Regions from separate parts of the Triticum aestivum genome. Here region 2 is linked to region 1. A link is a contact called in public Hi-C data. All regions are on one chromosome and are shown on one strand. Each heading gives the region's core, a stretch centred on a gene start, on an enhancer-like site or on the middle of the called end of the contact. The rest is flanking DNA. Distances are from core to core; before and after follow the strand shown.

Evidence for each region. Hi-C and Micro-C count contacts between places; a contact is called where the count stands out from the background.
Region 2: a contact with region 1 is called in a Hi-C map of leaf, with 8 times the contacts expected there. The contact joins the promoter of LOC123102637 here to the promoter of LOC123102632 in region 1. A contact is called at or near these places in 3 of 5 Hi-C or Micro-C datasets (all in leaf).

The regions. Positions count from the first base shown.
Region 1 is chr5A:133,396,418-133,403,263 of IWGSC CS RefSeq v2.1, forward strand. LOC123102632 (E3 ubiquitin-protein ligase MIEL1) reads right to left here and starts at 3,502. Exons shown (of 12, transcript XM_044524050.1): 1 at 3,229-3,502; 2 at 2,936-3,023; 3 at 1,818-1,862; 4 at 1,692-1,724; 5 at 1,520-1,597; 6 at 1,399-1,442; 7 at 1,283-1,323; 8 at 762-844; 9 at 598-689; 10 at 409-478; 11 at 206-244. The coding sequence starts at 3,323. LOC123102633 (conserved oligomeric Golgi complex subunit 8) reads right to left here. Exons shown (of 12, transcript XM_044524051.1): 7 at 6,696-6,846; 8 at 6,533-6,600; 9 at 6,400-6,454; 10 at 6,060-6,198; 11 at 5,759-5,943; 12 at 4,903-5,579. The coding sequence ends at 5,172.
Region 2 is chr5A:134,261,424-134,268,110 of IWGSC CS RefSeq v2.1, forward strand. It overlaps LOC123102637 (putative glutaredoxin-C14), which reads left to right and starts at 2,142. Exons shown (of 3, transcript XM_044524056.1): 1 at 2,142-2,266; 2 at 5,396-5,413; 3 at 5,655-5,823. The coding sequence starts at 2,142. The coding sequence ends at 5,823. It overlaps LOC123102635 (rRNA-processing protein FYV7), which reads left to right. Exons shown (of 4, transcript XM_044524053.1): 4 at 36-303. The coding sequence ends at 48.

The sequences.
Region 1 (6,846 bases), core at 2,252-4,751:
TTTTCTGTGAGAAAGCTAATTTGTCAATAAAATAAGTGGCAGAAAATGGTTTCCGGGTGATTCTGAAAGTATGGCTAGTGAAGATGGTTTTGAATGTAGTATATATCAATGAGCAACATAACATTGGCTCGTGCACTAGCACAAACCAGTTTGGCAATGTAAGCTATGTCTGATTGGACTAAATAGTTCAATCACAAGAGAATACCTTGTAACGATATACAGGAGGCATAATTGTTGCTTCAATCTACAAAAGGAAAAGCAACTCATTATTGAAGCAAGCTCAAAAATATATCTAAATATTAAAAGCTGTCCAGAGCATCAATGCATCACAAAGTCAGAATACAATGAATATTTGTTGAGTGATTGTTGTAATGCACATGTCTGACATTTAGAAAATAAACGTTATACCTCTTGATCCAACATGCCCCAGTGAACTGTCATGTCAAGAGCTGTCTTAGAGCATATTGGACAAGTGTATCTGCAGCATCATAAGCCAATAAATAGTTACAACAGAAGCAACATCGGAGAGATTTTTAAAAAAAAAAGGAATAAGTGGGTACACATATATCTCCATGTTAACGCAAGTGGAAGGATTACTTATTATGGTCCACCATCTCAGCGAAACAGTCCATGTGCATCGTGTGTCCACAGTTTAGAACTCTTGTTCCTTTTAATGAATCAAATAGATACTGCACAGAAAATTTCACTATAAACATCTCAATAGTTCCAATAAGTGGAACAGTACAAGTTCCTGATGTTACCTCATAACAGATTGGGCAGTTCTGTCTCATTGAATCCTCCACACACTGATGGTTATCACGCAATGCAACAGCGTAACATGACCCTATTTATTGCAGAACAAATAGTTACGAAATTGAACATATTGATATTAGTATTACTAGAATTCATCCTGCACATCATATGTACCGTCGGCAGATTTAAATACAAGTGAACAAAGATAACTTTTTAATTTACACATTCTTTATTGGTAAATTTTCTATAACCTAGACATTACATGACTAGGACTAGATAGTGGACAAACTGTAAACAAATAGGCTCATGAGATCATCGTCAGCTGTTTCCCATGATTATTAAGGCAAGATCCATTGCAGTTACAAAAAGAACACAAGTTGATTTCAGTTCCAGCAGGAGAACGGGAAGTTTCAGGAAAAAGTATTTATGCTACTGCATCATGTAGATTACTCAAAGGCACAAATCAATCATGGCATTGTCATGAGTCTGGAACAAAAGTTAACACAAAGCCAGCATGATTATAGCATACCACACTTTGCACAGTGGAAGTAGTTTTCCTTGCCGCCAACCCTGGTTGATTTGAATAGAAACAGGGTTAAGACTTTGCTTGATAAGATAGAAGTGAAGATAGTGTTTAGAGCTCACCTGCATATGCCGCAATCATGGCAATGGTACTGCCCTTTCTCTGTCTGTAGCAAAAGACACTGCATCAGCTGATACGAACCACACTAAGTACATAAACACAGAAAACAAAATTGAGACATACGTCGTCATCATAAAACTTGCATACATCACAGAAGTATTCTCCCATATTGACTCCACATCTTACACACACTTGTGACACCTGAACAACACAAGAGTTTTAGTTTGAGCATAATGACATCCTACGAGACATGATTGCAAAGTAAAAAAAGTTTGTACTAGTATTTAAGTCGTACCGGTTGTTCAGTATCACAGAGTACACACACTACCTGTAGCAGAAAAGGACAACCGGTCATTCAGAATTTATGAACCTGCTGAGGTCTACAGATTGTACAGAAAAAGAAAGGGCTTGCGAGGCGTACTTTTTCAACATCCTGGCGACATATATTATGCCGATCACCCAAAGCCTACAGTGAAGACAATGCCATCAAAACTAGTTAAATTCAATAAATGCAGTTTGTTGCTCGTTAGCTGCTCTATGCAAACTGTCAACATCTAACAGTTGCCATTTTTCAAAGGGAAAGAGAACCCTCCCAGGGTGCCTTGGTGGGCACACATGGTTGTGAACCCACCCACCCACCCGGGTTCGAGGACTCGCCCCACTTTAAGTTAGACGTCCTCCCCCTTGGTCTAATTCTTTTTTTTCAAGGGAAGATGTTTAAACTCCAACAAGAGTGCCACGGAAAGGACCAAGCAAAGGAGCGAAATCGCGCCAAGAAATGCGTCAGACACCACGGAAAGATGGGGCAATTACATGGAACAAATATGATCCCTGGGGAAGAGCAAATCGCCCCACTTTAAGAATAAGTCAGGGAGGCGTCTTCCCCCTTGGTCTAATTCTTTTATTTGTTTTTTCCAATGGAAATGTTTAGACTCCAATAAGAGCAACTGTTCTCAATGAGTCTGACAAGTTCCCATTTTGCTAATTTACAGTTTTGATCTATTAAGAACATTAACTTATGTTTATACATTTATTTTGCCAGCACCCTGAAGATTTATTTTACCAGTTATTGAAATCTGACACGACGACTTATCGTGCATAACTTCAACCAAACAAGTTGTCCAAGATTAAATGAACGAAATTAAGATCAAAATTTAGAGCCATGGTGATTCAATATCGACGAACCAACTCAACTTGCAAGGTTGCCATGTTAGACTTGTTTGGAGTACGGACGATGGGGCCTTTATGGGGGATTTAGTTCCCTCTCAAGCACGAACTAACTCTACATCAACAAGGTGATAGTGCATTAGCCAATAATTGTTAAGCATCCCAGTGAAACTGTACATGGAGTAAGTGATGCTAATTACTACACGGCCATGGTGAGTTGGTTCCCACATGGATGAGCACGGTAATTATGCGGCCGTGGCGAGGAAAACAATAACTAGCAGCGTACCGTGGCGTGGTTAGTTGGTCTCCACATGGATGAGCACGGTAATTATGCGGCCGTGGCGAGCAAAACAATAGCTACTAGCAGCGTACCGTGGCGTCGTTGTGGCAATGGCGGCAGGGGAACACCTCCTTGCAGCAGGGCGCTACGATCTTGCATCTCCGCCGATAATGCTCGCACCTGCGCAGACCAGAGATGGATCACGATGTCCCGCGAGACGAAGCAATGAACCAATCGGACCAAGCAAAGGAGCGAAATCGCGACAACGGGCGCGGCAGACGCCACGGAAAGACGGGGCAATCGCGCGGAATCGAGCAAATTCGATCCCCGGGAAGGACGAATCGCAGCAAAAGGGGGGAGGGGAGGGGAGGGGACGCTGCCTAACCCGTGCTCCATCTTGCCCACGTCGCGGCGGCCCACATCTCCGTCGCCCGTGGCCTCGTGGGCGAGGTCGTCGTCGGCGAAGTGCGTTCCCCCCATCCCCGGCGGCGGCGTCGGCGGCGAGAGGGTGGTGGTGGGGAAGGGGAAGGGGAGGGAGGAGTCGGTGGCAGAGTGGTAGAAAGGAGTAAAGGAAGGGGCCTATGGGTCAAAATGGCGCGCGATACGAAGAGGGAAGGAAGGAAGGAAGGTGGAGGCCGGCGCTCCGCTAGGCCCCAACCCTTTTTCTTCCCTCTTGTTTTATTGGTCCGGAGCCGGAAGAGGAAGGCCGTCGCCAAGCCGGGAGTTGGACCCACTGCCTTAATTGCTAACTGTCCCCTCGCATCATCATCTCAGAAATTGTGGGAGATGGATTTCAGGATTTTCCATGTAACGGGTAGAATAGAATAATGTAACTAGAAATATATTCAAACTTCAGAATGGCAGAAGTTCAAGTTAAAACTCAATGAACAGAAAGCACATTTAAACTCGATAAACTTGCAACTGAAGGCTTGCCGTAGGGATGGAATGCTGACTTCACATTTTCTAAAATGGATGATTTCTAATGCACATCTTTCAACACAATACAATCACAGATGGTTACATACACATATATACACTTATTTGTACGCATGCACACTCTACTCCTATGAGCACTTCTGAGACATTGAGCTGACACAACATCATAAATTTGACGAAGTCATCATAGGAGCCTCTTGGTCGATGGAAACATCTCAAGTATGGAAGCTAAACACTGGTCTGTTGGTTCCACCATAAAAAATGTAATCATCTAAGCTATGCTCAGCTCAACCCTTACGGATGCAAAATCCGCACGAAATTCGTGGACAAAAAACGTGCAGGGTTGAACAGTGAAATTCAGGTGGTGGAAAAGCACCGTTATGTTAGGCAAGTCCTGTAGTCGCCTACTGCACCTTTTTTAATGGTCTGTTTGATGCCAACTTGTCAAGGAAGATAAAGAGATGAGGTGCGCACATGGCATGGGCCGCACGCACGCCAGCAGAGGAAGATGGCGAGATGCATCTTTCTCGCACGCACCTCCTTCCCTTTCTTCCTCCACCGGCTGCTCTACTTTATTCATTCAATTCCAAGTTTCAAACCGACAGAGTTCCGTTCGCTTGCACTCTTCCCTTGCACTACCATCTCATTCTTTTTGCTTGTTTGTTTGTTTGTGTGTATGCACCTGGTTGTTGAATTCTACTATTCCTGCTTGTATATTAAATTCATTCCTTCAAGGAGATGCGGAATTGCGTTTGTTCCAAACAGGTTGCTAGGAAAGTAGGCCAAGGGTCGATGTTCCTCTTCGGCGAAAGCGGAGTCGCTTGCTCAGAGTTTAGGAAGAAAGCGGAGTCGCTTGCTCAGAGTTTAGGAAGGACAATGACCCATGACGCAGTGGTGCACATTGACCGATGACGCAGTGGTGCACATTGACGAAGCCCTTTTTCTTGAGGTGTATGGGGGGTTTCTTGTGTGGCACTCAACTGTTTGTAACAGTTTTAGTCCCTTTTTCGTTAATTAACCAAACAACTCTCTTCTGCTTAATGAATGGATGAGGTAAACCTTTCGCCTCCGTTCAGAAACAAAAAAAGTAGGCGGCTTCCAGTTCGACCTTCATTACCAGATGTGCAGTCAACAACAACATAGAGCACTCGCTTCATATTATCAACTTACTGTCAGTCCGAAACAATCTCCGGTCTACAACATCTACGTATGGGCTAGAGATGAACAGCTAAATTTCCAATTGTGTATTGTACAGATTAACATCCAACGCTCTCTTGTGTACACTGTAAGACCACGACCAAAAATAATGAACCAAACTGTCGATGAACATAGTCTTGCAGCAACGGCTCAACGTAACAAGAACTTCGACAGATTCCATCAACGCGGTTCAGGCTATGCGTTTGCGGGTGCATCGGTCTGCATGTCGGCACCAGCTGGTTCGGCAGTGGTTCCCGCGTCGCTGGTCACCTCTGGCTCAGGGCCATTGGTTACAAGTCCGTTCTCAGAGGCCGCAGTCCCAGCACTCTCGATCGACTGCCTTCTTTCAATGCCTCCTGACTGCCTTCTCTCGATGCCTTCCAACTGCTTTCTCTCGATGCCTCCTGTCTGCTTTCTTTCTATGCCTCCGGACTGCCTTCTTTCGATGCCTCCTGACGACTTTCGATCAATGCTGCTGATCCCAGAGCCTGATCTTATAGGTAGTTGGCTGACAGCATCCAATAAGCTGGGGCACTCTGTGATCAGCACTCCTCCGTTGGGGTAGCATCGTCCAAAACATGCAGCACAATAAGGATATGCGACCTGAGATGAGATAGTGAACTTACATATGAGACTTCTCTGAGTCAAAAGAGAAATATCACAGAACTGGAATTTAGATCTGGTGGGTGTTGGGCCTTCAGCATATCCTGTTTTCTTTACTTTTCTGGAGGTAAACTTTTCCCCCCTACTTCCATTTGTGGTGCTTATGAAGCTTAAGTTACCTCAATAAATGCCTGGCAAAGTGAGAGGAAAAGGGAAGACTCATTTCCACGCAGCATCCGCATGGCATTGTATCTGACTAGGGAGTCAGAAACTGCTTGCAATCCTTTCACCACCTCCTGAGCAAGGACATGCTTCAAGCTCAATGGTGCACATGGTTTTAGCTCATTCATTGCTGCCGAAACACCTGCATCCAAGAGTATGAAATACGGACATGTCAACTTGTATACTCACTAGCACCATTAGAGCCAACACGTGAAGAATAGAAGTCAATTTCTGATAAATGTTACCAGTAAAACATACCATTAACAAACACTGCGAGAGGTGGATGCTCCATCAAAACAGAAGGTGGTGTCACATCATCAGAAGTATCATCCACAGCTCCATTTGTGACAAAGCCAATAGATGGCATCGGCACCCAACGATGTGAATCCAAGACAACCTAGCATGATTAGAAAATTTTATAGTGGTGTTAATTTATGGTGCTACAGTAATAATTGTAGGAGAAAGAGTGTAGGGAATTACAGAGTATAATTTGAAAGAACGAAGAAAGTGTCAACAACCTTATAATACGAATTCATCTTATGTTTATCTAGAGAAGAACGGAATAGCATGTCCAAACACGTAGTACATAGATGCTTACCTGAAAATTCTCAACCGCTGTACTCATATTCTTCGAGAATAAATTTAAAACCGCACTGCAAAGCAGATAATGTCAGGAAATACAACCCCTTTCCAGCATAGACAATAAATTTTAATAATCAAATACCAATTACTTTTCAAAAATTGGTGGAAGCAGGCAACGGAAATCCAGTCCAACCAAGCCGAGACCCATCGCACAATACTGCAAGATGATCAAGTGATAAAACATTACAAAAGATTCAAGCCTTTGGTGCAACTGTTACTCAGCTAGAAATTCAAACGAAAGCAAATGCTTACCATGCAGTTTTCAAGCATGTTTGACAGGGACCCACCTTCTGTTATATTTGGCAACATAACTTGAAGAGTGGTGAGGTGATTACTAACTTGGTGCATTGCCCAGCTGAAAAGCAGCCCACCGTCGCTGTTCTCTTCACTTCCAGATTTATCA
Region 2 (6,687 bases), core at 892-3,391, 860 kb after region 1:
CATCTGAAGAGCTGCACTACACATTCTTCTTGCAGGAGCCAAGGCTAGCCCTTGAGAGGGTGGGGAGCCAAGAATTGATGAAGAACCATAAGATCCTTGAGGAGCTAGCTATGGAGGTTGCTACTACATAACACTAGCCTTTTCTTTCCAGGTGAAGAGTATCAAGGCAAATCTAGAGGATAAAGGATATCTATATCAAGACATATATTCTATTCTTAAGTGCTGGGATGTTTGCGTCATGTGTTAAAACTGCAGTTTTTTTTTGGAAAAAACACCCTGGTAATATATATCTGACTTTGTGTAGATGCTTGTACCACCATACATGTAGCAACTGTGTGGTGTCACATGCAACATCTCTCTCTCCCTCTCTCCGTGCTTTCCTTTGCTTCGGCAGAGCTTTTTAGTAGGATCGATTCGGTGAGGATGTCAAAGAAAAAGCAAGGATGACACCGCCGTCGGTGTCGCGGCGCCTCATATCTGATACGGCCAGGCCGATGTCGATGATGGGCGTTTCTCAAAGCCCAAGCAGCTAAATCTTGAGAGAAAAAGCAGGCAAGTTGGACATATTCTGTGCTTGCAGATAAGGCAGTGTGAGTGATGAGAGATTGAGGGCCTCTTTGATTCACAGGATTTTTAAAATGAAGGAATAGGAAAAATGTAGGAATAGGGTGACATGTCCCATAATATCCTACAGGATTTGAAAGAATGTTTGATAGCATTAGAAAAAATAAAGGAATTCTACAAAGAGCTTTGAGTGGATGGAAATTTTCTTCCAAAATGTAGTACAAATGGATCATATGGAAAAATTTCTAAGGATGCCAATCCTATGAATCAAATGAGCATCACAGAAAAAATTCCTAAGGGTTTAAATCCTCCAAAAATCCTATGCAATTCCTTTGAATCAAAGGAGCCCTGAGAGCTCTGTCAACGATGCTATTCTCTGAACCTGTGGCGACTCATTGCCGGTTAACCAGAAACCAGGCGAGCCTGAGGTAGCTAGTCGGAATCGGTTTCCTTACAAGCAAAGTATTGGCCGTACCATATCGACATTCCGCGTCATTGTCGATACGGTTCTTGTTGTCGCAGGTTGACACGTTTTCACCATTGCAAGCTTCTGTTCATCTATACTTCCATGAAACTGACAGGAGCACTGCCTTTCAATTAAGTAGAAATGAGTCACTGAGAAAAAGGGCAAATATGTAGAACAGAGTGACCTAGTTAAGTAAAAACCAGCAAAAATCAAGTTGTTCATCTGTTTTCGTACTGAAATTTCATCCCATTGGCTTGGCCGCTTTGAGATAGTATGCATGAGTACACTATCGATGATGAGACTCATATTCCGACCACTTTATTTTCCAAATTTCTACTCGATGCACTGGTGGATATGGGCACTGGTGGATCTTAATCTGTGGCCTGTGCATTCTATCACCCATTACCATACTTGCATGAGTCAATTAGGATTGACCACTCCTTCCAAGTCTTAATTAGTTCTCCTGAAGATTAGTTGGCTTGACAAACAGCCAATAGATAGATCGATTTAAAAGTAGGATCAGTCCGTAGGCATATATACGAGATTCCCTCTAGCTAGGTCAACACTTAGAAAATCAATCGGATTATTCCAGTCGCGTGTTTGGGTCCATGTTGATCAGAACACGGCTCCACTCGTGCATTATCTAATCTCATCTCCTCTTGGATATCAACCAATATGCTTTTGAACAAACCAATGGCGCCAATCCCAGGCATGCTAGCTAGGAGCTTTCATTTATTTTTTCTAGAAAAATCCAAAATGCTCTTTGTGCAATGTTAAAGATGGCTGCTAGATCACACTGATCTGTTCCAAACACTTCCTGATCTTACTTGCACCGGATATTCCAACCCAACCCATGCATGAAGGACACCCTAGCTAGTGCATAGAAAGATCAAAGAAGCACCGCCCTTTTGCAGCTCTATAAAAGGAAGCCACCCCTGTGCTAGTAAACCATCCAGGTTTCCTCTTTGGCACAACACAAGGTAGCAATAACTAGCTAGAGCTACACAAGGCTCAATCACATTTCAAAGTCCTCTTCAAACCTCAAAGCAAAGCACGTTCAGAGATCCGTGCACGTACACACATAACCCATTAGAACTTACTTAGAAGGCAGATGGACTGCGTGATGAAGCTGGCGTCCGAGCGAGCGGTGGTGATCTTCACTTTGAGCTCCTGCTGCATGTGCCATACCATGGCGTGGCTCTTTTGCGACCTGGGTGTCAATGCACTGGTGCATGAGTGTGACGCCCGGATAATCAAGCTACAGTAACCTCTGCTAATGATGCCTCGTCACCACTCTTACTGTTGTAAACCTCGCGATGATTCAATCCCATTCGAATTCAAATTTCAAAATCAAAGCAAACAATAAAAGTTTTTCAAAATTTAAAACAAAAGTGTTCGGGAGATGCCATATTTTACATAGGTCAATATGGTGTAATAAACACAATTTTATAAACTTCCTAAGTATTTTAAAATAAATAAAGACAGAAAAGGAAAATAAATAAAAGAAAGAAACTAACAAAACAAAAAAAAGAAGAAAGAGGGAACCCCCTCCCACGGCCTACTGGCCCAGTTGGCCGGCCCATTCGGGCGCAGGCCCAACCGGCCTCCCCCCTCCCCTTATCCATTCCCCCCCCCCCCCCCCCCCCAAACCCTAACCCACCGTCCACCACTCCCGTCCCCGATCCCCCCCTCACTCCCCTCGCCCCCTGGATCTGGGCGGCGCCCATCCCGTCGCCTCGCACGACCCCCCCACTCCTCCCGCACGAACCCCCCCACTCCTCCCGATCGAGACCCCCACTCCCTCTCGTTCTCCAGCGACACCGAGCACCCTCCGCCCGATCACTTGCCGCGCTGGAGCCCCACCTCGCCGGCGAGCCCGCGCCCGAGGACCGCGCCTCCGCCCTACAGCACCTCGCCGCCGTTCGCCGGACGCGACCCCGACGCCTCCCCGAGTCCGCTGCCATTGCCCTACGACTCCGCGTGCCTCGCCTGCTGCTGCCGACGATTGACGCTGCCGCTGCCTCCTTCCTTCGCGCTCCACCGCTGCATGATGCTGCTGTTGCTGCCTCGCTGCTAGGCGCTGCCGCTCTCCCGCCGCGGCACCGCATCGACGCCGCCCCCTTTTTGTTGTGACCACGAACCGCCGTGAACGTCGCCGGCCTCCTCTGTGAGGCTGGGCATGTGAGGCCTCGCATGGGTCGATGACAAGTGGGCCCCAGCCCAGAACGTTGTTTAAAAAAATCAATTAATTAAAATTTAAAATTAAATGAGTAAATAAAATTAATTAAGTAAATAATAATTAAAATAATTATTTTGTTAATTAAATGAATTAACTTAATTAATCCTGATAATTAACCTGCTAATTACCTAATTAGTCAATTAGTCAACACTGTCAGAAACTGACATGTGGGTCCCCTGCCTAGTCGACCAGTCAACAGTTGACCTGGTCAACGGGGTCCATTGTCAGCCTCTAGTGGCCCTGCTGTGTGCACTCTGCTGGGTGCACATAGCAATTTCACCTTTTTTTTAATTAATAATAATTTCAGAATAGTGTTTAAAACTTTGAAAAATCATATCTTTTAATCCGTAGCTCGGAAAAAACTTTGTACATGAAAGTTGCTCGGAACGACGAGACGATTCCGGATACGCAACCCGTTCGTCCGGCACGCAACCCTAGCATAGAGAACGCGTAACTTTCCCCCTCCGGCTCCTCTTCCCGAAAACGCGAAACACCGGGGATAATTTCCCGGATGTTCCCCCCTTCACCGGTACCACCTCGTACCGTGTTAGGGCACCCCTAGCACCGATACTTGTCATGTCATGCATCGCTATGCATCTGTTTGCTTAAATATTTATTGTTCTTCCCCTCTTCTCTCGCTAGACACCGAGACCGACGCCGCTACTGGTGCCCCGACCGACTACGCTGTTGACGACCCCTCTCTCTTGCCAGAGCAACCAGGCAAGCCCCCCCTTTGATCACCAGATATCACCTACTCTTCTCTATACTGCTTGCATTAGAGTAGTGTAGCATGTTACTGCTTTCTGTTAATCCTATTCTGATGCATAGCCTGTCCTTGCTACTACTGTTGATACCTTTACCTGCAATCCTACTTGCTTAGTATAGGATGCTAGTAGTACCATCTGTGGCCCTACATCCTTGTCCGTCTGCCACGCTATACTACCGGGCCGTGAACACTCGGGAGGTGATCACGGGTATATACTATATACTTTATACATGATACATGTGGTGATTAAAGACGGGTCGGCTCGTAGGAGCACCCGCGAGTGGATCTTTGAGGCGGAGCGACAGGGCAGGTTCCGACCACCTAGGAGAGAGGTGGGCCTGGCCCTGATCGGCGTTCGCGGATACTTAACACGCTTAACGAGATCTGGGTATTTGATCTGAGTCTGGCCATTTGGTCTATACGCACTAACCATCTACGTGGGAGTAGTTATGGGTATCCCGGCGTCGTGGTATCAGCCGAAGCCTTCGTGACGTCAGCGACTGAGTGACGCGCGCCGGATTGGACTGGAACGCCATTAGGCTAGGTCTGCTTCCGGCCGCGTACGCAACGTGCAGGTGTGCAAAGGGCGATGGGCCCAGACCCCTGTGCCATAGGATTTAGACCGACGTGCTGACCTCTCTGTTGTGCCTAGGTAGGGCTGCGACGTGTTGATCTTCCGAGGCCGGGCATGACCCAGGAAAGTGTGTCCGGCCAAATGGGATCGAGCGTGTTGGGGAATGTGGTGCACCCCTGCAGGGAAGTTAATCTATTCGAATAGCCGTGATCTTCGGTAACATGACGATTTGGAGTTGTACCTTGACCTTATGACAACTAGAACCGGATACTTAATAAAACACACCCTTCCAAGTGCCAGATACAACCGATGATCGCTCTCTCACAGGGCGACGAGGGGAGGATCATCGGTTAGGTTTATGCTATGCGATGCTACTTGGAGGACTTCAGTCTACTCTCTTCTACATGCTGCAAGACGGAGGCTGCCAGAAGCGTAGTCTTCGACAAGATTAGCTATCCCCCCTCTTATTCTGGCTTTCTGCAGTTCAGTCCACCGATATGGCCCTTTTCACTTTTACCCATGCATATGTAGTGTAGCTCCTTGCTTGCGAGTACTTTGGATGAGTACTCACGGTTGCTTTCTCCCTCTTTTCCCCTATCCCTTCTACCTGGTTGTCGCAACCAGATGTTGGAGCCCAGGAGCCAGACGCCACCATCGACGACGACTCCTATTACACCGGAGGTGCCTACTACTACGTGCTGCCCGCTGATGACGACCAGGAGTAGTTAGGAGGATCCCAGGCAGGAGGCCTGCGCCTCTTTCGATCTGTATCCCAGTTTGTGCTAGCCTTCTTAAGGCAAACTTGTTTAACTTATGTCTGTACTCAGATATTGTTGCTTCCGCTGACTCGTCTATGATCGAGCTTTTGTATTCGAGCCCTCGAGGCCCCTGGCTTGTAATATGATGCTTGTATGACTTATTTTATTTGTAGAGTTGTGTTGTGATATCTTCCCGTGAGTCCCTGATCTTGATCGTACACGTTTGCGTGTATGATTAGTGTACGATTGAATCGGGGGCGTCACAATGAGCTCGACCAAGACCCCAGGGGAAAGGAGATGGAGAGAGCTCTCCTCAAGATGCTCGGGAAAGGCCCATCTGTTCCAGTGGTGTTCATCGGCGGGAAGCTTGTCGGCGGGACAAACAGGGTCATGTCCATGCATCTTAGCGGCGAGCTCGTCCCAATGCTGAGGAATGCAGGTGCCCTCTGGCTATAGAGGAATGCAGGTGCCACCTGAGAAATAAAATTTTGTCAAAGAGTGTCAAGTATATGCATTTTCTTAGAATAACCTAACTAATGGCCTGGTTAGCATCGATCGAACTGGTTTTTTCAATCCTGTTCCGACAATAGCAAGGCTTATAGCTTGCTAGGAGCGAGTTTTACGTACGAGCGACGTTCGTGTCGTAATCCCAGCGCTATTTGTGCAGGTGTACAATCTTTTCTCAAAGAACCTGCACAACCTTTTCTCAAAGAGCTAGTTGATAAATAAATGTATAAACAGTTCATTATCAAATGATATGTGCACATCTCTAACCTAAAAATTGTGTATAGTTGCATTGCATATTGATCATAGTAGCTTACTATCGTCTCCTATTTGTTATTTATAATTATTTTCCATCACAAATACTACATCGGCACCTCCCCTGATCTGGCAGTGGTGGACTGGTGGTCCAGCTGCTGTTCGGAGGCTGGCTGACGGCTTGGTTGGCGACGCAGCATCATCAACGGTGGCGACGCGAATAGGTATGTGGTGGAGCGGGAATACTACGGCTTTGGCTTGCCACGTCTAGGCGCCATCGGCCTCTACTACAATGGCTCTGTGGCACGTGCATGAGTACGACGTGTTGAAGCTCCCGTGATGACGTTCGACTCCCTCTGAGGTGCGGCATTTCGTGTTTGCAAAAGGATGGCTTTGATGATGTGGTGATGTCTTTTCCCCGGTCCTGTATGCCATGGGACAATTTGAATTTTAATTTCTTGATCAGAGTGTGCGGGTGTGCCCCTTCATCTTCATGCAACATCATCTTGTTCGGCAAGTGGTGATGATAATACACGGTGACTTGGGTTTGGCGGTGCACTC